Linked DNA regions of Ovis aries: region 2 is linked to region 1. The links are chromatin contacts, called in public Hi-C maps. All regions are on one chromosome and are shown on one strand. Each heading gives the region's core, a stretch centred on a gene start, on an enhancer-like site or on the middle of the called end of the contact. The rest is flanking DNA. Distances are from core to core; before and after follow the strand shown. Region 1 has its middle 45 kb from the start of HAO2. Region 2 holds the start of HAO2 (hydroxyacid oxidase 2).

Evidence for each region. A called contact is a pair of places that touch in the nucleus more often than the background predicts.
Region 2: a contact with region 1 is called in a Hi-C map of liver, with 5 times the contacts expected there. The contact joins the promoter of HAO2 here to the enhancer-like site in region 1. A contact is called at or near these places in 4 of 16 Hi-C or Micro-C datasets (liver, mixed tissues, skin fibroblasts and 1 more).

The regions. Positions count from the first base shown.
Region 1 is chr1:96,861,399-96,869,278 of ARS-UI_Ramb_v3.0, forward strand. No RefSeq gene overlaps it. Among named protein-coding and RNA genes, the nearest start is that of HAO2, 45 kb to the right of the region's middle. Within about 2 kb of position 3,928, at least 2 of the 54 cell types and tissues checked have an H3K27ac peak or open chromatin away from gene starts, as enhancers often do. A contact at or near this core is called in liver, where this site is marked.
Region 2 is chr1:96,906,769-96,914,648 of ARS-UI_Ramb_v3.0, forward strand. It overlaps HAO2 (hydroxyacid oxidase 2), which reads left to right and starts at 4,049. Exons shown (of 7, transcript XM_060413429.1): 1 at 4,049-4,112. LOC114116621 (a long non-coding RNA gene) reads right to left here. Exons shown (of 3, transcript XR_003590484.3): 3 at 3,839-4,368.

The sequences.
Region 1 (7,880 bases), core at 2,678-5,177:
GGCAGCAGCAGAGGAAGAGAAGAATTAATTGATTAATTATTTATAATAAGAAAGAGAAGAACAGGACCCAATAAGCAATTGTTTATGGGTTTGTTTGGTTGGTTGGTGTTTTAGTAGTGGGTGGGGGTAGTGAACAAAAGGAAGGAGTCTAGAATGACTCCCAGGTTTTTAGCTTGGGCAGTTGAGTAGGTGGTAGATGGAGGCCCCATTCCTAGAGAGAGTCCCACAGGATGTGAGGGCAGGTCAGGGAGCCAGGTCAAGTGTTAGGTCTGGACAGGTAACATTTAAGGATTATTGTGGACATTCTGGCAAGGATGGTAGTTGGGATGGATTACAGACCAGTAACAAGTTATGGAGGTGAAATAGGATGTGGAAGGATTCTCAGGCACCAAGGTATGTCTATCTCTTATGACTCACAGAGGAGAGATCTCAAACTTGAAGTCAGAATAAGAAACCACTAGCTCTCCCATTGCTGATCCAAAGAGTTCTAAAAAGAACAATAGTGATAAGAATAGTAACAGTAATACAGTGAAAGTGTTAGTCATTCAGTTATGTCCGACTCTTTGCAACCCCATGGACTATAGCCCACCAGGCTCCTTTGCCCATGGGATTTTCCAGGCAAGAATACTGGGGTGGGTTGCCATTCCCTTCTCCAGGGTATCTTCCTGACTCGGGGATCAAACCCAGGTCTCTTGCATTGCTGGCAAATTCATTACCATCTGAACCACCAGGGAAGCTCAGCAGTAATATAGTACTTGTCTTTAATGAAATTCTAGTTATGTGTGAAGGCCTGAATTGTTTCATATATTCCTCATAACAACCTTATATAATAGTGTGCTTATTTTCTCCATTTCACAGATGTGAAAACTGAGATGTAGAGAAGTTAAGTAGCTGGCCCAGATCACACAGTGAGTGAAGGGGTGGAGCTGGAACCTGTCTTCATGCTGCCTACCACTCATGATTCTGACAACTTAAGCAAGCAATGAAATAGAAGGATACCAGGGAGGCTGGTTTCTTTCAATAAATGTCTACTCTTTCGGCCAGTCTGCACAAGTGCCTGAAGTTTAATTTCAGAAATGTATTTCTTAGGGTCTAACTGGTTCATGAAGAAAATTTTCTCAAGTCTTTTTATTCAGGTTGAAAAACCTCTGAGAGTTGAAGACCTGGTCTGAATTTACAAAGGTGCTTAGTCTGATTGCACAGTAGAGTCACCCCAGGTTGGGGAAGGGTGTTAATTGATCTCTGAAAACACCCACAACACACAGATAGGTACCATATATATGTGTGTGTATATATACATGATACCTAGTCCCATCACTTCATGGCGAATAAATGGGGAAACAATGGAAACAGTGACTGACTTTATTTTGGGGCGGGGGGGTGGGGGGCTCCAAAATCGCTGCAGATGGTCACTGCATCCATGAAATTAAAAGACACTTGCTCCTTGGAAGAAAAGCTATGACCAACCTAGACAGCATATTAAAAAGCAGAGACATTACTTTGCCAACAAAAGTCCATCTAGTCAAAGCTGTGGTTTTTCCAGTAGTCATGTATAGATGTAAGAGTTGGACTATAAAGAAAGCTGAGCACTGAAGAATTGATGCTTTTGAACTGTGGTATTGGGGAAGACTCTTGAGAGCCCTTTGGACTACAAGGAGATCAAATCAGTCAATTCTAAAGGAAATCAGTCCTGAATATTCATTGGAAGGGCTGACATTGAAGATGAAACTCCAATACTTTGGCCACCTGATGCAAAGGACTGACTCATTTGAAAAGACCCTGATGCTGGGAAAGACTGAAGGTAGAAGGAGAAGGGGATGACAGAGGATGAGATGGTTGGATGGCATCACCGACTTGATGGATGTGAGTTTGAGCAGGCTCTGGGAGTTGGTGATGAACAGGGAAGCCTGGTGGGCTGCAGTCCATGGGGTCGCAAAGAGCCAGACACAACTGAGTGACTGAACTGACTGATATGTATATATACACACATATACATATATATATATATATATATATATACACACACACACACACACACACACACACCACATATATACGTGTGTTTTTAAATAGTGATTCAGATTTGCAACAGGGGTTAAAAACCAAAGAAAATTCAGTAAGATGTAAATTCTTGTTGTTCAGTTGCTCAGTCGTGTCTGACTCTTTGCAACCCCATGGACTGTAGCACGCCAGGATTTCCTGTCCTTCACTACCTCCCAGAGCTTGCTCAAACTCATGTCCATTGAGTCAGTGATGCCATCCAACCATCTCATCCTCTGTCGTCTTCTTCTCCTCCTGCCTTCAGTCTTTCCTAGCATCAGGGTCTTTTCTAATGAGTTGGCTCTTTGCATCAGGTGGCCAAAGTATTGGAGCTTCTTGGTGAAAATGCAAATCAGAGACCCTAAGCATGGGCCCCAGCAATCTGTGCTTTCTCAAGCCTCCCAGGTGACTCTCGCCAGCCCTTTGGTGGAGTCTACAGAAGAGTAAAACAGGCACAATGAGAGAATCCTGCCTTGGGCATTAGAGGGGGAACGGAAGATGCCGAAAGGGGAACCTGCCAAAAGACAAACTTCTCTTCTGTACAGTTTGAAAAGTCTGACACTTTCCTCCCCATGTGTGGACTTAATGATGTGTTCGTTCACCCCGGAGTGTCTTGAGGAGAGTTGATTCTGCTTCTCTCAGAAGTATTTGTTGGAAAATGACAGCCTCCCGGTTGAAAAGGCCAGAGTCCCTCACCTTCCTGAAGCAGCTACTAAGAAAGATGTAGTTCAAGGCATGGCCAGAAGGCGGCTCCACACTCAGTCCCTCCGTCAGTCTTTCTGGGAATCGGGAGTCTCAGGAACCAGGCTGATGCAGAGACTGTGGGGAGTGGGACTTCTGAGATCTGTGGGTTGGAAGACTAGGTTAACCAGAACTTTTTTTTTTTTTTCATAGTTTTGAGGGAAAGGAAACACATACCACTTGCTGTTAGAGTTATGTGAACGGAGGATGCCTCATCCCCAGAGAGCTAAATGGAACCATATTGGGCCCTCCCCATGCCACTCGGCGGAGATGCTTTTCAAGGGAGTGAAATGTTTTATTGAAGAAACTCCAAGGAGGCAGGAAAGAAGCCCGAGAGAGGGGGAGCCTGACAGGTCAGCAGATGGAAACAGCCCCTTTCATACATGTGGCTAAAAGCTGGAAGTCCATCCCTCGGAAGGCATAGCTGCAGTCCACAGGTCCAGGATGCCTTTCATCTACCTCTTTTCAGCTTTGGGATGATAGGAACTGAGAAATTCACAGCCATCCTGTGAGAGATAGAAATGGAGGCCCACTTTTGGGCTCTGTTCAGCTAATAGCAAGTGGGACAGAGCCCCTGGGGTCTGCAAACTTGGGCCTTCTATTTAATTTTGCCACTTCTGTAAAATAAGGATAGAAGAACTCTTTTTTCTTGAGTGGTTGTGAAGATTGAAGGAAATTATATGGGAACTGTCTGGCATGTAACAGGTTCTCAACAAATGTCTCTTCCATGCTCCTTTCTCCCAGGAGTGCTCAACAGCTGTGTGGTCAAAATATCATGGACTAGTCATTTATTCCTTAGGTCAATTTTGTCAAGAGAAAAAAACAAAAAAGGAAGTAATGAGATCCTCTTCTCCCGGGATGATAGGAAACCACAGATGTGGTTTTTTAAAGGATTATTAAATTAAATCAATTAAATCATAGGATTATTAGTTAGCAATAATATTTGCTAACTAATATTATAGTTATACTAGCAAATATTATGTAACACAATATTGGCACCTCTACACTTCCCAACCCCTGCAGTTAGGTGGGACCATAAGACCAACTCCAGCAGTGATATGTGAGCAGATATGATGTATGTCAATTCCAGCTCAGGGGGTAAAAGGCCATGCGTGACTCTTTAGCCTCTCTCTTCTCTTGCCAAGGTGACTGAGGAGGACTCATGTGCTAAGTGCTGAAGTTACAAGATGATGCAACCTTGTCAGTTTGGGTCCCTGGGTGACAAAGTGGAACACAGCCCCTGAACAGCACTTAAATTTGACATGTAGTATAAATGAGAAATAAACTTTTGTTTCGGTCTTAAGTCACTGAGATCTGGAAATTGTTACTGTGACATAACCTGTTCTAGCCTGATTTCCAAGTCTCACACCTAGCCTAATGTCAACACACCACAGTTAATAAATTATTTTTTAACAAATCAAATAAATATCTCTAACCCAGACTGCTTCCCAGTGTTTCATATTTATTCTTTCCAGTCTGCTGCTGGACAAATCCATTTCTCTGAATTGACCTCTCTTCTGGCACTCTAAACCATCTTCTGGTAGCACCCTAGTTTTCCAGTCAGTAAATCAAGAAATATAGGTATCAACCAAGACATCTCCAGTGCCAGCCATTCCACTTGGATCCAATCATGAAACGCCTCTAAAAATATCTCCTAAATATCTCTTCCGTCTCTTCATCAGCTCTAGGGTGAGTTCCTTAGTTATGGAGCTCACAATCTCTTGTCAGAACTTTGAACACTCCATCTCTTGCCATGTCCTCGACCCATCAAATCCAGCTTCCCTACTCTAGCCAGAATGAATAGCTACATCATAAACCTAACTCTGCTTAAGACCGTTGATGGCCCTCTGTCATTTACAGGATGGAGCCCAAGCTTCTTGGCTTGTCTGAGAAAATTCCTGGCACAAACGAGCTGGATCTCACTGCACTTTCAGCCTCATATCTGTCTCTTGCACACGGTTTTTGCATGGTAATACTACAAGATTCGGAGAAGGCAATGGCAACCCACTCCAGTACCCTTGCCTGGAAAATCCCACGGACGAAGGAGCCTGGTAGGCTGCAGTCCACGGGGTCGCACAGAGTCGGACACGACTGAAGCAACTTAGCAGCAGCAGCAGCAGCAGCAGCTACAAGTTTACTTGCAGCTTCACCCACTGTATGTGGTTTCCTGCCTCCTCCCTCAACTCTGCCTGCCTGGATCCTATGAATTCCCAAAGATTCACCCAGACATCACCTCTACCAACTTTTGCCTGCCCCTCCTTATGTGTTTCCACACTCTCAGGCTAGATTTTCATCACAGTGGTAGTGGCTTCTTTATAGTCCATAGATGTGAAGATGAACATGCTCTACCTTATGGGAAAGACAGACCCAAAGGTCCTTCTTTGACTCCTTCAGGACATGTTTCATTTGGACATCATTGGGTTCTAGATCTCTGTCCCGTAGAGTCTCAGAATAATATATCTGAGGAGTGTTCAGTACATAGATGTCCTTCTTTCCAACCTACCTTTCTTTCTAGTTTCCTTTCCTTTTTTCCTTCCCTCTTTCCATCCCTTCTTTGTTCCTTTTTGGCTTAGGGGTCAGAAAGACTGGGTTCAAACCCAAGCTCCATCACTTATTAGCTGTGTGACCCTAGAAAAAGCTTCATAACTTCTCTGAGCCTTATTTTCCTCATTTGGAAAATGAGGACAGTCATATTCCCTATAGAGATATTCATCTCACTGGATTCTCTTAAGAATTAAATATATGTAGATGCAAACTGGCTTCCCAAGAGGCTCAAGTGGCAAAGAATCCTATTGGCAGTACAGGAGATGCAGGTTCGATCCCCAGGTTGGGAGGATCCCCTGGAGGAGGAAATGGCAACCCACTCCAGTGTTCTTGGCTGGGAAATCCCATGGACAGAGGAGTCTGGTGGGCTATAGTCCATGGGGTCGCAAAGAGTCAGACACACCTGAGCACAAGCACAAACACAGATAACAATATTTAGAATAATGCCTGATATAAAGTAAGCTCTCAAATTAATATTTGCTAATATTATTACTAACTTTCTTTGACTTGTTCAACGAACAAATAATAATCAGCACTTAATAGCCATTCTTAACCTAAGTTAAGCCGACTGGTATTTTGGACTTGGGCCCAAACCCCCCATTCACTTGCCTGAATCCCTTGGTCTAGATGCTGCAACCAACATTCCAAACCAGAGTTTCAGTCCTTTGACTTAAGACTTGTTCCCCCTTAAAGCACAAATACCACAGAAAGTCTTATCAATCATTTATAATGCCCTTATTGAAGTAGTCCTTAGACAACCACAGCTGGAAATAATAATAACTCATATTTGTATGGCACTTTACAATTTACAAAGCAATCTCACATACTCTTGTTCTTTTGATCCTCAGAAGAGTGCTCTGGGACAGGAGACGCAGGAGTGCTTAGGACTATTACCATTTTAGAGAGGAGAATACTGAGACTACCTGAGTCTGGGGGTCCAGGTTCCCACAGCTGGATGTGTGGGATAATATGAAATATTATACAAAAGAAAGTGACCTTAAGGAAGCTTCATTTTCACAGAGGAGGCAAGGAAAATGGAGGGTCATACTAAGGGAGGCTGGAAGGCAGAGTGACTAATACGACAGATCTTAAGATCACTGGCCCCTTTTTCTTTTTTTCCCGCATGCTTTCCTTTTATTATTTTTTTAATTTTAATTTTATTTTTCTTGGCTGAGCCAAATGCATGGCATGAAGGATTTTAGTTCCCTGACCAGAGATCAAATCCATGCCCCATGCAGAACAAGAAGAAGAGGACATTATTTAGTACAGAGTTCAGACAGTCCGTGTTCTGGCTTCAAATTCTAGCTACATGGTCTTGGGCAAATCACTTACTCTTTTAATCCATTTTCTTTATATATAAAGTGAAAATAGTAAAACCTACATAAGAGACTCCTTTTAGAATTAAATAGATGCCCATGCAGTGTCTAGAACCTGATAGTAAGGTACTATTATCATTATTTTCTCATACTAATAGTAGTACCTTACCTTCAGAGATCGGTTTAGTGTTTTCACATCCTTTAAAAAAAATGTATATATCCTCACAAAAGCTATGTGATGTATAGAAAGTACAGGGTGAGTTTGATTATTCCTATAATACTGATTTCTTTAAAAACATTGACCAAGAGGGCAAGGGCGGGATGATATGGGAGAATGGCATTGAAACATGTGAAATATCATATGTGAAACAAATCACCAGTCCAGGTTTGATGCATGATACAGGGTGCTCAGGGCTGGTGCACTGGGATGACCCAGAGGGATGGGATAGGGAGGAAGGTGGGAGGGGGTTCAGGATGGGGAACACATGTACACTCATGGCAGATTCAAGTCAATGTATGGCAAAACCAATACAATATTGTAAAGTAAAATTAATTAATTAAGTAAGTAAAAACATTGACCAGTTTGGCCAAAGTCACAATGAGAATAATTGGTTACTGCCTGAAGCAGGACTCCTAAACTGACACAATATTAGGACTAGAGGAGAGACGGGATCAACCAGTGATCGTCAATGAAAAGCATTTGGAAACATGGACATTTTGATTGTCTCAATGCCAGGCGGTCCAGCTGGGATCTAATGCCTGGCAGAGTGCTAAATATTCCCTAAGTGCAGGATAGGCCTGGCCCCAGATGCTGACAGCTCCCCATTGAAAAACACTGGTATTCCTGCCTCAATTTGCAGTTGAAAAATCTGAGACCTAGCATGGTTAGATGACAGGTTCTCCTTGGCTTTCCCAAGGGATATGATCAAAAACGCTTTTACCCCTCTGCCTGGTGAATGTGGTCCCTGAACATGTTGGCATGACTGTGGGAGGAAAAGGGCCACTGGATTCCACCAGCCTGTGGTGCACAGTTGATGATGTCTCCAAGAGCAGTTCCTGTTAACCCCCCAGACATAGGTCACCCATCCAGAACCGGGCGGTGCTCCTAGCCCAGATGTGATGAGGACATAGAAGGAGCCTTCCAAATTCTTCCCAAGTAAGGAGGCATTTATCCAACCTAGCCAGACTTCCCCGGAGAAAGCAATGGCGCCCCACTCCAATACTTTTGCCTGGAAAATC
Region 2 (7,880 bases), core at 2,799-5,298, 45 kb after region 1:
CAAGACTAAGCAACTAACACTTTGTTACTTTGTCTAACAGTGTAGACTCTGGAGCCAGATTTTCTGGCTTTGAATCCCAGCTCTGTGCTTGCCAGCTGTGTGATCTGGAACAAGTTACTTTTCTGCTGTGTGCTTCAGTTTCCTTATCTATAAAATGGGGATAAAGTTGATCCCTATGAATTAATACATGCAAAGCCCTTAGAACACTGCCTGGCACATTGTAAATGTCCTTTAAGTGTTATTGTTAAGGATAACACTACCATTTATTGAGCACAGTGTGAGGACTTTTACACACCTCATCGTGGGGCAGCTGTAAGACACCCTGGTGTCTGTGCAAGACCAAGTCACAAATGAGGTGTCTTTAGGGAGGAAACCACTGCTTCCTCTCCTGTACCAACTGTCCCTCCCTGTCACCTAACTTATAAATAAACTGTGTTTGATCCTGGATCAGCATAAGCCTTCTGAAGGATACAAATCATCTCCAAGATGCCAGTGGCTCTCATGTCAGTGGGCTGTTGATGGCAGCTCCCTCATTGTCTCCCATGGGGATAGCCATGCCTGTGACTCCAGACACCCAGCAGAATCTGAGATCCTGAACTCTTGTCTGCACCCAGCACCCAAATTTCTCCACGATCTTGGGAAGCTTTATAATCCCAGCTCTTGCTGCCTAGCTCACCTCCACATTCAGAAGCTCTCTCTACTTCCTATCAGACCTGTTCTATGTAGCAAACTTAGCAAATGGAGAAAGAATTTTCCTTCCTCCTTCAGACCCTGTAAAACCAGGACAGACAATGTAGCCCTGTGACAAAAGTCACTGGCATATAACCATATCCCCCCACAAAAAGCCCTTTTTCAGGCTGTGTCCCCATCATTCCCTGTGACTCACTGCACAGTTGCCCCCACCCAGGGGAACAACCACACTGCTGGCCTCTTAGCCTCTGAGAGGTTCAGTAGCTGCAGAAAGATCAAACTGCCCCTCGTTTGACCCCATCCACAACTGGTTGGCTTCAGGCTTCAATAATTCAAGGTTAATATTAATTTGCCTGCAGCTCCTTAGGGTCAGGCATGTGGTGGGCTTGAGCCCAGACCTCAAAGTTCCAGGTTCATCTGATTTCTGTACTTAGCTTAAGCAAGACAGATGGCTGTGTGGCACAGCTGGGACCAGGAGGGCCCAGATGCCCCCCATCATAGGGGATTGTGGGGTGCCTTTATGCTCGCAGAACTATGTTCTCTGAGAGCTGGGCCATGACTGTTCAAGAATAACCTATCATTTCTCTTCACCCAAATTAAGCAGGCACATTCCCGGGTGGTGCTAGTGGTAAAGAACCTGCCTGCCAGTACAGGAGACATAAAAGACATGGGTTCAGTTCCTGGGTTGGGAAGATCTCCAGGAGAAGGAAATAGCAACCCACTCCAGTATTCTTGCCTGGAGAATCCCATTGACAGATGAACCTCGGGGGCTACAGCCCATAGGGTTGCACAGAGTCGGACACGACTGAAGTGACTTAGCACATACACACACATTGTTTAGTAGGTACCCCGTGCGTGCGTGCATGCTAGGTCGCTTTTTAGTCATGTCCAACTCTTAGTGACCCTATGGACTGTAGCCCGCCAGACTCTTCTGTCCATAGGATTCTCCAGACAAGAATACTGGAGTGGGCTGCCATGACCTCCTCCAGGGGATCTTCCCCATCCAGGGATCAAATTCACTTCTCCTTTCTCTCCTGCATTGTGGTTCTTTACCACAAGCGCCAGCTGGGGAGCCCCAGGGCCACCTGAAAAACAGCATCTCTTTACAGCCTTTTCCTGAAACATGCTCCAAACCCACCGGTGCTGTCCTGTCCAACCCAGTGTCAAATCCAACGTTGAACCCATCATGAACACAGTCTCTGGAATTCGAGAGATGCTACAGACCACCTCAAACAGCTCTGCTTGTGTCCCTCTGTGCCCCTGTGGGGATTAATTCACTTAGGCTACAGCAGTGAAGGCTGATACTAAAGAAGAGAAAATATTCCTTAGCTCAGTGACCAGATTTGAAAGATCCCCAGGACTTCACATTAGATTCAAACTTGAGAACCTAGTTTGAAGTTGATTCAAACTATGAATCTGGCTATAAGAGCTATAGAACCTCCACTGTTCTACCGACTACCCGAATGTTAAAAGTATTAACTCATTTACTTCTCATCAGAGTGTGGGAGATGTTGGGAGAAAACTGCGGCACTCAGAAGTCAGAAGAGGCAAAAGACTGGCACTCAGGCGCTCTCAAGGCTCCAGGGCCTGTGTTCCTGACCATAACATAATGTCTCCTGGATAGCTAGGAGGCCCGGTGGTGTGAGAGCTGACTGTGGGCATGGCCTGGAGACTGACTATGGAGGCGTGAAAATCACTGTGGCAAAGCGGTTTTCAGATCCTGCCGGCTGCTCACTTTGAAAGTATTTCTGAGGTAAGCCTGCCATCTAGTGGTAATATAGCAGGTAGCAATTACCCTCAAGCGAATGTAGAATGAGCCTTGAATGGGGAAGGTAAATACATCAGCAGCAAACTTGTTTTTCAGTTTAGCTGCAGATTCTGAAAGATAGGGAAATCCCGCTGCCATGGTCCTTGAAATAGCCTAGAATTTTCCCCTGCCATTGAATGGTGGCTACAGGCTAGATGCAAATCCCAACTCTTCTCATTACTGATGGAAAGCTTCAGCCAGTTAACTTCATTTTCTCTTCTGAAAAATGGGAAAATAATATTGACCCATATGGTTGCTGTGAAGATCAAGTGAAATAATGTGTGTAACATGTGAGGCCTATTGTCAGCACTTCATAACTGGTGGTCGGTGCAGAATGAGGGGCTGGCTCAGGAGCACAGCGGGAAGGGCCTGGACAAATTGGACATTAATTAGTGACATTAGTGAGCCCCACAGGACTGCTCTTGGGGGATTCTTCTTTTTTTAACATGTGCTGTTGTGAAATACATTGGCCACCTGATTCGAAGAGCCAGCTCATTGGAAAAGACCCTGATGCTGGGAAAGATGGAGGGTAGGAGGAGAAGGAGGCGACAGAGAATAAGACGGTTGGATGGCATCACCGACTCAATGGAGGTGGGTTTGAGGAAGCTCTGGGAGATGGTGAAGGACAGGGAAGCCTAGGGTGCTGCAGTCCATGGGGTTGCAAAGAGTCTGAGCGATTGAACAACAACACTTGTGTTGGCTTCCTCAGCCTTCCACCTGATTACTGGAGTCATTCTCCCACTCAGAAGTGTCGGTGGTTCTCCCTGCTTCCCTTATTCGTCTCTGGTCAGGCCTGGAGGGCTCGACAGCACAGCCTTCAGTCCATCCTGGCTGGGTGACAGCTGCCTGTGTTCCAGTTACCAGGCGTGACTGTTCCTTATCCATCCCCTCAGCACTTCCCCAGACAAGCCTTTCCTTTACAACATGGGGGGTTTTGTAATTCTCTCCTGAAATCACCGATTCTCTTCCTTTAACCATCTTTGAAGTACTGGGAAAATAAATTGTTGCTGTTCAGTCACTAAGTCGTGTCCTACTCTTTGCAACCCCATGACTGCAGCACGCCAAGCTTCCCTGCCCTTCAGCATCTCCAGGAGTTTGCTCAAACTCATGTCCATGGCATCCATGATACCATCGAACCATCTCATCCTCTCATCCCCTTCTCCTCCTGCCCTCAATCTTTCCCAGTCAACTGTCTTCCATTGAGTTAGCTCTTTACATCAGGTGGCCTAAGTATTGGAGCTTCAGCTTCAGCCCCAGTCCTTCCAATGAATATGCTGGGTTGATTTCTCTTAGGATTGACTGGTTTGATCTCCTTGCTGCCCAAGGGGAGAAATATATGGCTTGAGCAAATTAGCAACTATTTTATTTTGAGGTTGAATTTGGTAACGAATGTCACTTGAATGTGATGTAACTTGGCAAAGTTCATTTCCTGGTTAACATGCTTTGGCCCACTTGCTCACTGGCTTTCAAGCTAGATGTTGTTCCCATTAAAGATTAACCTGTAACTTTGAACCTCTTCTGTCTTCAGGGGGCTGTGGATGGAGATCTGCTATTCCCACCACAGCCAGCTGTGAGCCAAGATCGGGGTGACTGCCGCCGGACACCACTATCCCAGGTACTGGAAGAGGCTAATACCAGGTGTGTTGCTGGTTGTCTCCCGTGTGCTTGGAACTGGGGTGGGAGAGCAGGTGGCAGGTGGGACGAGAAGAGAGGCTAGAGACTTCAGGAGGCACTGGAGGTGCTCAAATGTGAGTCTTCAAAGGAAGAGTCTTGGCAGAAAGATGCCATGTGGATGCAGGGAGTAGGACACTGAGGGGCCTAGCAAAGGAAGGCTTTGCTGCAAAGTCACTCCGTCGGTTCCCATGAGTTATCTATTATATACAAAAAAGTAAAAAAGTGAAAGTGTTAGTCATTCAGTCGTGTCCAGCTCTTTGCGACCCCATGGACTTTAGCCCACCAGGCTCCTCTGTCCATGGAATTCTCCAGGCTAGAATACTGGAGGAGGTAGCCATTCCCTTCTGCAGGGGATCTTCCTGACCCTGGGATCCAACCCATGTCTCCTGCATTGCAGGCAGATTCTTTACCCCTGAGCCAACAGGGAAGTCCCATTTCATACATAGTAGTGTATATAAACTAGGTAACTCATGAGAACCTAATGCACCCAATGCTGTGTCATGACCTAAATGGGAAGCAAATCAAAAAAGAAGGGATATATGTACATAAATAGCTGATTCACTATGCTGTACAACAGAAACTGACACAACATTGTGATACAATTATACTCAAAAAAAAAAAAAACTATAGATAGAGAGGCTATGTCTAGGGAAGTTAAGTTTTAGAACCACCTGAGGGAGTTGTGTTTTTTTTTTGTTTGTTTTTTTTTTTTGGCCATACCAAGCAACTTGCAGGATCTCAGTTCTCAGGCCTGGGATTGAACCCTGGCCCTAGCAATGAAAGCCTGAAACCCTAACTGCTAGGCCACCAAGGAACAGCCCCGAGGGAGTATTTATGGATGTCTTTAGGAGGGGAGATAGCTTAACAGATGTCCACTTGAAAGGGTTCTGGAAAATCTAAAAGTCACAGTTTCTGCCCTCGGGGGTCTGCTTTGTCGCTTGACCACTGCTTCGTGGCCACAGACAGAGGATAAGTGATGCAGCGACTGCTTCTAAAAAGCATAAAAGTTAATGTTTGTCAGACAGTCGGGCTGGTGTAGTTTCTTTGGGGAGTAAGTTTGCTTGGAACTGGGTAACAATTCCCTCTAGTGTATAGCCTCTTGAAATTATGATTGGGTCAAGCTGAGTCTGGCTTCCCCAGTGGCTCAGCAGTAAAAAAAATCTGCTTGCAACGCAGGGGACGCAGGTTTGATCCCTGGGTCAGGAAGATCCCCTGGAGAAGAGCATGGCAACCCACTCTAGTATTCTTGCTTGGAGAATCCCATGAACAGAGGAGCCTAGCGGGCTATAATTCATAAGTTTCCAAAGACTGAGCATGCATGCACGCAAGTTGAATCGATGGATCAGTCTGGGAAGAACTGCCCTCAACAGTGATCAAGTCAGGGTGGTATTGGTAGAAAGATACCCAGATCAGTGGATTGTAGTAGAGAGTCTGGAAACAGGATCAAGGGAGAAATTGCTTTTTGTGAAATCCTACCTCCTAACAGGAGGCAAAACTCCAAAGTCTTTACTATTGAAGTAATAGTAATAATTTACTATGATAATTTACTATTATCATTCAGCTCAGTTCAGTTACTCAGTTGTGTCCAACTCTTTGCGACCCCATGAATCGCAGCACGCCAGGCCTCCCTGTCCATCACCAACTCCCGGAGTTCACTCAGACTCACATCCATCGAGTCCGTGATGCCATCCAGCCATCTCATCCTCTGTCGCCCCCTTCGCTCCTGCCCCCAATCCTTCCCAGCATCAGAGTCTTTTCCAATGAGTCAACTCTTGTCATGAGGTGGCCAAAGTACTGGAGTTTCAGCTTCAACATCATTCCTTCCAAAGAAATCCCAGGGCTGATCTCCTTCAGAATGGACTGGTTGGATCTCCTTGCAGTCCAAGGGACTCTCAAGAGTCTTCTCCAACACCACAGCTCAAAAGCATCAATTCTTTGGTGCTCAGCCTTTTTCACAGTCCAACTCTCACATCCATACATGACCACTGGAAAAACCTTAGCCTTGACTAGATGGACCTTTGTTGGCAAAGTAATGTCTCTGCTTTTGAATATGCTATCTAGGTTGGTCATAACTTCCAAGGAGTAAGCATCTTTTAATTTCATGGCTGCAATCACCATCTGCAGTGATTTTGGAGCCCAAAAAAATAAAGTCTGACACTGTTTTCACTGTTTCCCCATCTATTTGCCTTGAAGTGATGAGACCAGATGCCATGATCTTTGTTTTCTGAATGTTGAGCTTTAAGCCAACTTTTTCACTCTTCTCTTTCACTTTCAAGAGGCTTTTGAGTTCCTCTTCACTCTCTGCCATAAGGGTGGTGTCATCTGCATATCTGACGTTATTGATATTTCTCCCAGCAGTCTTGATTCCAGCTTGTGCTTCTTCCAGCCCAGCGTTTCTCATGATGTACTCTGCATAGAAGTTAAATGAGCAGGGTGACAATATACAGGCTTGATGTACTCCTTTTCCTATTTGGAACCAGTCTGTTGTTCTATGTCCTGTTCTAACTGTTGCTTCCTGACCTGCATATAGATTTCTCAAGAAGAAGGTCAAGTGGTCTGGTATTCCCATCTCTTTCAGAATTTTCCACAGTTTATTCTGATCCACACAGTCAAAAGCTTTGGCATAATCAATAAAGCAGAAATAGATGTTTTTCTGGAACTCTCTTGCTTTTTCCATGATCCAGTGGATGTTGGCAATTTGATCTCTGGCTCCTCTGCCTTTTCTAAAACCAGCTTGAACATCTGGAAGTTCACAGTTCACATATTGCTGAAGCCTGGCTTGGAGAATTTTGAGCATTACTTTACTAGCGTGTGAGATGAGTGTAATTGTGTGGTAGTTTGAGCATTCTTTGGCATTGCCTTTCTTTGGGATTGGAATGAAAACTGACCTTTTCCAGTCCTGTGGCCACTGCTGAGCTTTCCAAATTTGCTGGCATATTGAGTGCAGCACTTTCACAGCATCATCTTTCAGGATTTGAAATAGCTCAACTGGAATTCTATCACCTCCACTAGCTTTGTTCGTAGTGATGCTTTCTAAGGCTCACTTGACTTCACATTCCAAGATATCTGGCTCTAGATTAGTGATCACATCATCATGATTATCTGGGTCGTGAAGATCTTTTTGTACAGTTCTTCCATGTATTCTTTCCACCTCTTCTTAATATCTTCTGCTTCTGTTAGGTCCATACCATTTCTGTCCTTTATTGAGCCCATCTTTGCATGACATGTTCCCTTGGTATCTCTAATTTTCTTGAAGAGATCTCTAGTCTTTCCCATTCTGTTGTTTTCCTCTATTTCTTTGCATTGATCTCTGAGGAAGGCTTTCTTATCTCTTCTTGCTATTCTTTGGAACTCTTCATTACTATTATTTAAATGATAGCTTACTATTATCATTAGGCTATTCTGCATTTGACAAGATCCTTTGATTCTCACAAGAGCTCTGTGGGATAGACAGCCATAACCTAACTTTATAGATAGATGAAAATTGGAGCTTGTCTAGACTAGATGGAGTGGAACATCACTTATCAGCTACCATTTGAGAAGCAATGGGAATATTCCCACATTCCTGGGTAACCCTTCCTAGAAAAGGATTTCTGTTATAGGCAACATCGTATCGACTAAAAGAGAATTAGCTGTTGAAATACATCTTCTCTTTTGACTGTAAGCTTCTTGGGAATGGAGACTAACATCATGTAGCTCTTTTTTTAAC